Regions from separate parts of the Zea mays genome. Here all the other regions are linked to region 3. A link is a contact called in public Hi-C data. All regions are on one chromosome and are shown on one strand. The core of a region is the stretch at or near the end of the contact, and the rest is flanking DNA. Distances in the headings are between cores, read along the strand shown. Region 1 holds the start of LOC100381992 (Hydrolase-like protein family). Region 2 holds the start of LOC100275385. Region 3 holds the start of LOC109942418 (3'-N-debenzoyl-2'-deoxytaxol N-benzoyltransferase).

Evidence for each region. A called contact is a pair of places that touch in the nucleus more often than the background predicts.
Region 1: a contact with region 3 is called in a Hi-C map of root tip, with 4 times the contacts expected there. The contact joins the promoter of LOC100381992 here to the promoter of LOC109942418 in region 3. A contact is called at or near these places in 9 of 25 Hi-C or Micro-C datasets (bundle sheath, ear, leaf and 2 more) and 1 of 3 datasets of contacts at active chromatin or transcription factors (leaf).
Region 2: a Hi-C map of ear shows a contact between it and region 3, with 2.5 times the contacts expected there. The contact joins the promoter of LOC100275385 here to the promoter of LOC109942418 in region 3. A contact is called at or near these places in 2 of 25 Hi-C or Micro-C datasets (ear and leaf).

The regions. Positions count from the first base shown.
Region 1 is chr9:20,694,055-20,696,989 of Zm-B73-REFERENCE-NAM-5.0, forward strand. It overlaps LOC100381992 (Hydrolase-like protein family), which reads right to left and starts at 1,389. Exons shown (of 10, transcript NM_001174761.1): 1 at 1,282-1,389; 2 at 596-734; 3 at 371-438; 4 at 1-228. The coding sequence starts at 9.
Region 2 is chr9:20,584,094-20,587,084 of Zm-B73-REFERENCE-NAM-5.0, forward strand. It overlaps LOC100275385, which reads right to left and starts at 1,548. Exons shown (of 8, transcript NM_001149470.2): 1 at 1,331-1,548; 2 at 1,089-1,140; 3 at 956-1,001; 4 at 720-801; 5 at 471-627; 6 at 282-375. The coding sequence starts at 1,531.
Region 3 is chr9:20,442,355-20,445,478 of Zm-B73-REFERENCE-NAM-5.0, forward strand. It overlaps LOC109942418 (3'-N-debenzoyl-2'-deoxytaxol N-benzoyltransferase), which reads left to right and starts at 1,874. Exons shown (of 2, transcript XM_020544399.3): 1 at 1,874-2,957; 2 at 3,027-3,124. The coding sequence starts at 2,134. It overlaps LOC103638068 (a long non-coding RNA gene), which reads right to left and starts at 1,914. Exons shown (of 7, transcript XR_004852570.1): 1 at 1,663-1,914; 2 at 1,481-1,592; 3 at 1,336-1,389; 4 at 1-574.

The DNA.
Region 1 (2,935 bases), core at 139-2,638, 250 kb after region 3:
GCTGGGCATCTTGTTAACCACTTCCAAGACCTGTTTCCATAGGCACAATTATCAGAGCTTCTAAGCAGTTCATTAGGATCCAGGAACAGGAGATATCAGTCTCCAACAAGGAGAATGTTTGAAACCTTTTTTCTAGGACAAACTTCAAAGGACGTACTTCATTTGCTAACCTTCTTCCAGCAACATCAATCCCATCAAAGGTTTTGGTGTAGCTGTTCGTTGAACTAGCTGTAGACAAAGATGTTTGCATACACTTTTTTTAACATCCATTTAGTTCATAAACCGGCACTGTAGAAGCTAGAACAAATGGTTAGATAATGACTAGTATTGAACCTAGTGAATGAAGAATTCAAATGCTAGCATGCTTTACCATATATGAAAAAATCATCACCCAACCGCCTCTTCAGCACTGCTTCCCCATATGTCCAGTCTTTGGGGCTGCGACCATAGTATAATAAAGTAAAGTTTTCAGTAAGATTCAAGAAAAAAAATGCAGAAAGGTACGGCTTGGTTAAAGAAGACTGATGTGTGTGGACCTTATGCCGCTTTCAAATGTATGGTCACAGACACAGAGAACTAGGATCTAAGCAGTTACCTAGCCATGATACCATGGACAAGAACAAGGAGATGTTCTGGTCCTTGCTTGCTTTTGGATGTATCCATCACCGAACACACAACAACAGAACTTCCCCTTGATACTGGATGAAGATACAGGTTTCCGGCAGATTTGAATCCTGCAAAAATTCATGTAATGCTGTAGTGACGAGTTCTAGTATATCTCACTGAAAGCGTGTGAAAAATATAATAACAAGGCAACTTCGAACTGCATGCACGCATGTTTGTCTCGAATTCGGACTGTTATTGGAATCTGGATAAAAAAATGAAGTCGCCTCGTTGTTTTAACCGAAGCCCACATATAGGATCCTGATGCCTGGTCCTATTCAGACTCATAAATTGGGTTTACATTCCTAGATCAACCGAGGATGCATTGTTCTTAGCTAGCTAGATTCCAAACGGTTTGCGAACCTCTATGATGCCAAATATTTAATCCAGGAGCTTTGCTGAAACTTCCTGATCTCGTTGCTTAGCTGAAACTTCGACGCCAAATATTCTTCTCGTCTATCGAGCTACACGCCTACACTACACCTACTGAACAAGTAAGTCCGAATCGACTTAGCCCAGAGAAACCAGCTTCGAATTCGCAGCGCCTCCGATCCGTCACCGAACCACGAGAGGCAAATCGCTTAGCAAACCAGGAAGCGATCAAGAGTGAGCTATAACCTGACGGGCTGCCGCTTCCGCTCGGAAGGGATGCGCGAGAGACGTAGGAAGCGGCTGTTATAAGAGCGGAGCGGGCGAGCCGTGGACGCCATCCCCTCTCGCGGGCCGCGGCGGCGTCGAATAGTGCGGCGGCACGGCACGGGACGGGACGGGACAAAAAAAAAAAAAAAACCCCGCGCCGGGATCAGCGCCGGCGCGGTGCTGATTATTGACGGGTCCAGGGGCGCGGCATGGGCCGACCGAGTGGCGGATAGGTTTGGCCGGAATGCCGGATGAGGTAGCCGTAGGCGTGGCGTGGCGTCGGCGGCACGGCAGCCATGGGGGATTGATTTGATTATTCGGCGGGGGTATCTCTCGGTCCCCGGATGGGAATTGGGAATGCTGATCGGGAGGGTCGGGCCGCTTGGGCCATGCCGTCGTGCGCAGCGTGTGGGCCGAGTCCGGTCCGTGAGCCTGGTCAGTTTTCCGGCCTGGGCCGCCCGCCCGCCACGCAGGCGAAGGACAGGACAGCATCGTCGGTTGCAGTCAAAGTTTTACTATTGTTTGCTGAAATTCGAGTATCTGGATACGCATGTGAATGCATGTCACCCGGGGACAAAACAGATCGCAGGCTCGCAACCCCGATCCCCAACCCAAGCACACAAAACAGATCGCAGGCTCGCGACCCCGATCCCCAACCCAAGCACACCAAAGCCAAAGGCACCACGTGACCATGCGGGCCGAGCGCCCCAGCCTCGTGTTCTCCTACCCTACCCCGGAAGAGCGCACCGCATGCCACAGCCACACGCAACGCAACGACGACCCCATCCGGCGCGCCGTCCCTCCGACCAATCATGCGACGCACCCGGTTACCGTACCCCATCTCGGCTTCGTTTTCTAGTAGGGTGAGTCCATGGCCCGTGCCCATGCTCCGGATAAGCTCGGCAGACAATGATGTCTTATAAGCCTAGTTATCACTAGAATGTACTAGCTTGCTAGACGCTACAGCTGGCTAGGGCTTAAAGAAACGGCTGTGGCACGCTTCCATCATTCTCAGCGCGCAGCGTTCCCGATGCCATGGGACGCACGCGTGACGTGACCTGGCGATAGGCCCACCGGCACATGCCAATGCGCCAGCGCCAGCGCCACCGCCTGTGCTCCTGCAGTCCTGCCTGCTGCCATGCCACCGCCACCGCGACGCCGCGCCGCGCCGCGGGCATGCGTACGGCCGCGGGGGGGACACGAGCGAGTGCGCGCGCATGATCATGCATGTCCGTGTCCATGTCCAGTCCACGAGACGAAAGGACGCGCACGGCGCAGCGCTATCCTGAACAATAGAAACAGCAGGGGCCTTGCCTGGGTGGGCCTGCGCGGGGTTGGGTGGCTGGCGAGTGGCGACTTGACACACCTGCAGCAGCTGCAGTCCTGCCGCCGACCTTCGCCCCCGCCACTCGTCGGCTCGTGATTTGATTTCGTGACGAAGCAAAGAAGCAGCAAGCGCCACACGCAACGCAACCAACGTCGTCTAGCTAGCTCGTCGCGGGCCGGGCGCGTCTCCAGCCAGGTCCCCTCCAGTCGGTGCGCTCGTTTTTCCAACGTGCCGTGGTGTGGGTCACATGCATGCGCATGCATCTCTATCCGTAGGGGTCCGGCGGCCCAGCCCACGCTCGCTCCG
Region 2 (2,991 bases), core at 298-2,797, 140 kb after region 3:
ACCAAAAATTATGTATGAAGAAAAGTCAAAACGTCTTATAGTTTGGAATGGAAGGAGACATTATAAGTTGTCAAATGGGTATTTCCCAACAGGAGCAAGATAGGATTAGTTATTTTGCCTATGGAACTTATCATCCCCAATGATTCAATGCAACAATAATCACAGTGCCTCCAACAAAATTGAATCTAGAAAGGGCATATAATACTAATGCATTGATGCAACAGTAATCACATTACAAGAACTAATGACTCTAAAATGGACAAATGAGTTACAGTACAAACCGCATCTGTTTGAAGGCTTCAGAATTCCTCGATATCAACTCAGAATGCTGCACTTCGGACGAGAGAACATCGTTGCCTCGTGGACTGTTTGCAACTACCAACAGAACAAACAGCGTCAGTAAATGAACAACATCAAACAAAAGAATGCACGGGGAAAAGAACGCATGGAAAATCCGCAGTTCTACACACCTGCAGTTGATGCACCATCGGTATTGCAAGAATCGACCTGTGCTGATGCTACTACGTCACCCAAAGTTGCAGTCCGCTTGTTCTTCATCCGCTCTGCATCGTCCTGTACCTCCTGCTGCCGCATCCTGATCTGCGCCTCGATCACCCTCTGCTCCTCCTACCCAAAACTCCAAACCCCAACCAATTGGCGAAACAGACCAAAGCAGCCAACTCGGAACCAAAACAGGGTGGGTGTGTACGTGCACTCACAAGCTGCTCTATGCCCTTCTCCTCCTTGGTCTTCACGCCCCGGTACTCCACTGCGTAATTCAGCGTCTTGCAATACGGACACCTTATTACGAGGTAAGTTAAGGGGACTTGCAGTTGCAACAGGGCAGTAACCGGCACGGTTTAGTAACACCAGAGACGCTCGAAAAATACGAAACACACGCTCGACAAGAGCACCAGGCTCTGGATTCGAAATGAAGTGAGTTTAGTCAGGATACTGCGTCGGTTTGCACGAGGTGGGCGACTTCATCTGGAGGAAGCACTCTGCGGACAGGAGCACAGGGTGGCAATGTCAAAAACAGGAACCAAAGCCGACGACGGCGCGGCGCCAAGAGCGGCTCAAGTACTCACCCGTGCAAATTCCCTTGGCGCAGCACTTGGAGCGGTTGAGGCTGGGGTAGAACTGCAAGTAATTATTGGCAGATAAAACACCACCAAGTGATTATTAGCAGATAAACGACCACCAAGTGATTATTAGCAGGTATAAAAACACACAGACAGACGTCGTCAAACCAACAAAAAGAAGAACCGCTCCGCGCATCCATCCGCCGTGGAGAAACAGACGGGCGGGGGAGACGGAGAGGGTGGTTTACCAGGAAGCAGATGGGGCACTCGTCGAGGTCGGCGCGCGCGTCGTCGGCGCCAGGGTGGCAGGGCGCGAGCTTGGCCTCGAGGATGAGGCGGCGGAGCTTCCTGAGGTCGATGTCCGGGTGCGGGTACAGCCCCTGCGGGCGCGTGTAGCGCTCGTCCACCGGCGGCCGCCGCCGCCGTCGGCCCCCGACCTGGTTCCCCATCCCCTTGCCCTCGGCTCCGCCGCGCGACCGCTGGTCGGCCGGGTCCCTCGACTAAACCTCAGCCGCCACCGCAACCACCCGCTCCCGCGCGGGGGGGGGGGGGGGGGTGAGGAGAGGAGAGGAGAGGCCGGACGCGTCGCAGCGAGCCAGTAGAAGATTTCTATCCGCCGGCAGAGAGAGAGCACGACACGGGAGAAGTCAGTAGAAGATTTCTATCCGCCGGCAACGAGCCGGGACGAGACGAAATGGAAAGGGAAAAGGGGTGTTTCTCCTCGACGGCTCGACGGCCCCTCTGCTCGTGCCGTCGTCGCTGCCTGTGTCAGAAACAGACCGCGCCGCACGCATACGCACGCGGGCAAAAGCAGATTCTTCCACGCGCCCCCCGCGCCGCTACCGCTACGGATTACTACGCCCGCTCCGTGATCTTCTACTCTACTAGTCTCTGTCTGTCTCTGTCTCACTGTCTGCTGAGCCCGGCTTCTTGCCTTGCCGTCTGTACCCCCGCCAGGTGGGGCCGGAGCGGCGTGTCCCACTGGGATCGGGTGGGTGGTGTGGGTTTAGGTTTACAAGCAATCGGTTGGACTCGTTCTCCTGAGTGCGGTGCCGGTGGTTTGTTGGTCTTGGTTGTTGCTTGATTGGTTTTAGTTTTCAACCACGGTTCCCTTTCCCGGAGGAGGTTACGATGGAACGGATTTGCGTGCCACCAAAAGCTTTCTTGGGTGTGCAATCAGCTATGACGTGACCGTGTGCATCCAATTAGAATCTAGCAATGACTGTTGTTTTAGGTTAAAAAAATAGCTACTAGATTTTAGGCCGTTGAATTAAGGGTGCTTAATTTCTATAGACTATTTTTTAGTCAATCTATTTTATTATATTTTAGTTCATAAACTATTAAATATGGAAACTAAAATATAGTTTTAGTTTCTGTATATGGTAATTTATGGACTAAAATAGAATAAAATTGAGAAATTAAAAATTAGTCTCTAAAAACCAAACACACCCTAAGATTGGATCCATCGGATCATTTCATCGCAGCGTTGCACCAATATAACTGATTGCATATGATATATTCCAGCTTTCTTGGTCGCCTCAAACACTCACCTTTCTCCTTGAATATGTTTTGTTTTATTGCTTCTTTTAAACCGTAGAGCTATAAAATCTTTATAACATTTTAGCTTGCTTTTAAGCTCTAACCTGAGATAATATGCAAATTTGAGCTAGTTTTAGACTAGTTATTTAGAGCTCCAGCATTTAGAGATTAGACGGTTAAAGGCGGAGGAAGTAGAGTACAATATAAGGAGATGCACATGCCAAATCAAAGTACTTGGAAGTACCAAATAGGTAAGGTTGGTACCGGAAATAGGTGGAGCCAGCACCAAACCACGTGGGACTAGTTATATTTTCTTTTTATTATTATTTGTTTGATATAAGGGCAGACCAGTAACTTTAGGGTGTGTTTC
Region 3 (3,124 bases), core at 624-3,123:
GGCCATGAAAATTTGGAACTATTCTCAAAATAACACAACCTAATGTGAGGGCTCTCTCAGCTGGAGGCCACTCAGGCATGACATTCCTCGTCGAGATATAGCCCAAATATCTCATTTGAGAAGGCATGGGATTCAGAGGTGAAATCATCTCCAAAAGCTCCAAACCGATTGCTTGTAGACCATATCCAGTACTTTCTCCTCGTCGGAATAATGTCCCAGGTATATTAGAAGAGCAGCTAACATGAAAGCCAGAACAGGTCCCTAGTTTACAGTGCATTAGCAGTAAGTTATGTTGACCCAAAGGAAAGCTAGCTTTCGCTGGATTTCAAGATGCAGTGGATCATTTCTATGGTGAGAGGTGGACATCCCTCGTAGTGGACAGGGTAGTCCAATACAGTCATACCATACTCAGACAAAATATGATATATAGGGCTTTCTTCCTCTTTGGTCCCGAAATTCGAGATCATGAATGAGTGGTCACGAAAACTTTCTAGAAAGTCTGCTGCAATGCCTCCAATATGAACATCGAAATGGTCCCCTTCCACCTCTTTCATGGAGAAGCAGTGATAAAAAACTAAAACAAAACATAATAATCTATGAGTCAAAGATGCAAAGCAAGTGTAACTCCATGTAGCTATTTAGTCATGTCTATGACAGTTGCTACTGATGGTACATGTACTATTCTTATCATTATATGTGCCTTGTGAAGTTGTGATTAATGTAAAACTTGAGTGTTTAAGCAACCATCCGTCTTTCAATCATTATGTATTCCTTTGGACAGATCTTAAAACATTGTAGAAGGCTATGGTAATGGGTAATACATATAGCCACACATGTATTAGTGCTTTTTTTTTTGAGATCACCGGAAAGGATGGACTATTCCCACCTGAATTTCATTACCACAGATTCGGCAAAAGCAGTAATGGTAGTTACATTGTTCGGTCATGAGCCCAGAGTTACAAAACAATAGAGGCGAGAAAGCAGATAAATATTAAAGCTAAAAGGATCACTAAAACTTCCTAACTCTCTAATTTGTGTGTGATACACCCCAAATTGAAGCTTTGAGAGCAATTGCAAGTGAATGGTCGGATTGCATCTCCCTAAGCTCACCACAGCACAACTAAACCAAGCTTAGACAATGCAAATAACGTCATATCAATCAAGCTGAACTGCTCCTTGCACTAAGCTGCTAGGGGCCTAGGGCAGCAGAACAAGCATTTGTCTACCGGACTCAAATATAGCAAAGCATGGGAAAATGAAAAGGAAGGCGTTAGGATCGTAATATCTAACAGAAGGACTCCGTTACAGTAGCAAGAGACAGCTGTAAGTTTGTACCTTTAACATTTGAACTCATTCGTCGTAAGTGATCTTCAAGGTTTTGTCTAGATACTGCATAAGATTATTAGTGATCCGTCAATCTCTTAGACTACAGAACCAGAGAACTGCATAGTCAAATTACAAAACAAGCCAGAATGCTTACCTTCAGAGGTTCAAAATGGATACTGCCCGTTTATTGTCTCGAGTTCTTTCTTGCAGTTTTCAGTCAAGTGGTTTAATATTGATACGGACAAGTCATCTATAATGTCACAGACCTGTGTAAAAGTTGTAATTAATAATGACTGCTTTAGACAATTAAATAATGCATTCTTCTTACAAACTTACCTCAAAATAATGCTCTTTAATCTCCATTTTCAGCATCAAGAGTTCAAGACCAACAAACTCACAGGGATGCCTCATGCCTGTGTGTGTTTTCCTTCGACACTACTGAGACCGAGGGGACAGAGAGAGAACACATGGAAGCGAATTGCTTGAGGTCCGTCCGCCAGTGCTGTTGGACTACTTGGCGCTTGTGCTCCCACGTCGCTTCTGCCTTGTGAAACCGCAAAACATTTCACCAGCCGCTCGTTCAGCTCTTGCCAGTCTGCCATGCCACCTACTTCCTCCATGTTTTGTCAGCTTTAAACATCGACAGATCCTGCCCCCTGCTGTCGTCTTCATTGCCGCGTCCCGCGGCGCACGATCCAACTCGATCTCACACGGTCGAACCATACAACACTCACTGTCAGTCTGTCGCTGCACTGACGCAGCCGCTGTCCAGCGCGAACGGCGGCTCACGCGCGCTACTCCCATCCCATGGAGCCACAGCAGCTGCGGCTGCGAGTCCTGGACACCGTGCGCCTGTCGCCGCCACCCGCCCCGGCGCAGCCCGCGGTCCTCCCGCTCTCCGGCCTCGACGCCGACCGCAACGCGTTCGACGTCACCTTCCGCACGCTCCGCTTCTTCCCACCTCCCCCGCCGTCCATCGATGCCCACGCGGTCCTCCCGCCCGTGTTCGAGGCTGCGCTCGGCCTCTACCCGGCGCTCGCGGGCCGCCTCCGCCGCGAAGGCCACGTCGTGGTCGGCGCTGGCGCCGTGCCCCTCGTCCTCGCGGAGTCCGGGCTGTCGGCGGTCGACGTCGACACCGACTGCCCCGGCTCGGCGCTGCTCGACCGCCTCGCGCCGGGGGACGGCGACGCCGACGCGGATACCCCGGCGCTCGCGCTCCAGGTCACTCGGTTCGCGTGCGGCGGCGTCGCGCTGGGGATGCGGGTGGCGCACGCGCTGTGCGACGGCGCGGGCGCCACCAAGTTCCTCGCGGCCGCGGCGCGGTTCGCTTGGGGGCAGGGTCCGCCGGAGGTTGCGCTAGTGTGGGAGCGGCGGGAGCTGCTAGGGCCGAGGCGCCCGCCGCGAGTGGCGACGCAGGTGTTCGACCGCGTCCTCGCGCTCGACGGCGGCGTCGCGCGGCGCGGGCCGTACGGAACCGATGTGGAACGGCGCGAACAGCAGCGTCTGCTCACGAGGGAATGCTTCCACGTGAGCAACGCGCGCGTGGAGGCGCTCAGAGCGCGGATCGCTGACGAGGCTGGCGTCAAGTTCACTTCCTTCGAGGTTGTCGCCGCGTTCATATGGCGCGCCAGGTAAGCACTCCTCCACCTGTCGGAGAATTCAGACCACAGAAAGGTGCTCACCGTACTCGTGGAAACCAGGGTCAAGGCGAACGGGAGCAGCCCTGGCGAGGTGGTGAAGATGGTGTACTCCATGAACATCAGCAAGCTCGTCGACCCGCCGCTCCCCGATGGGTACT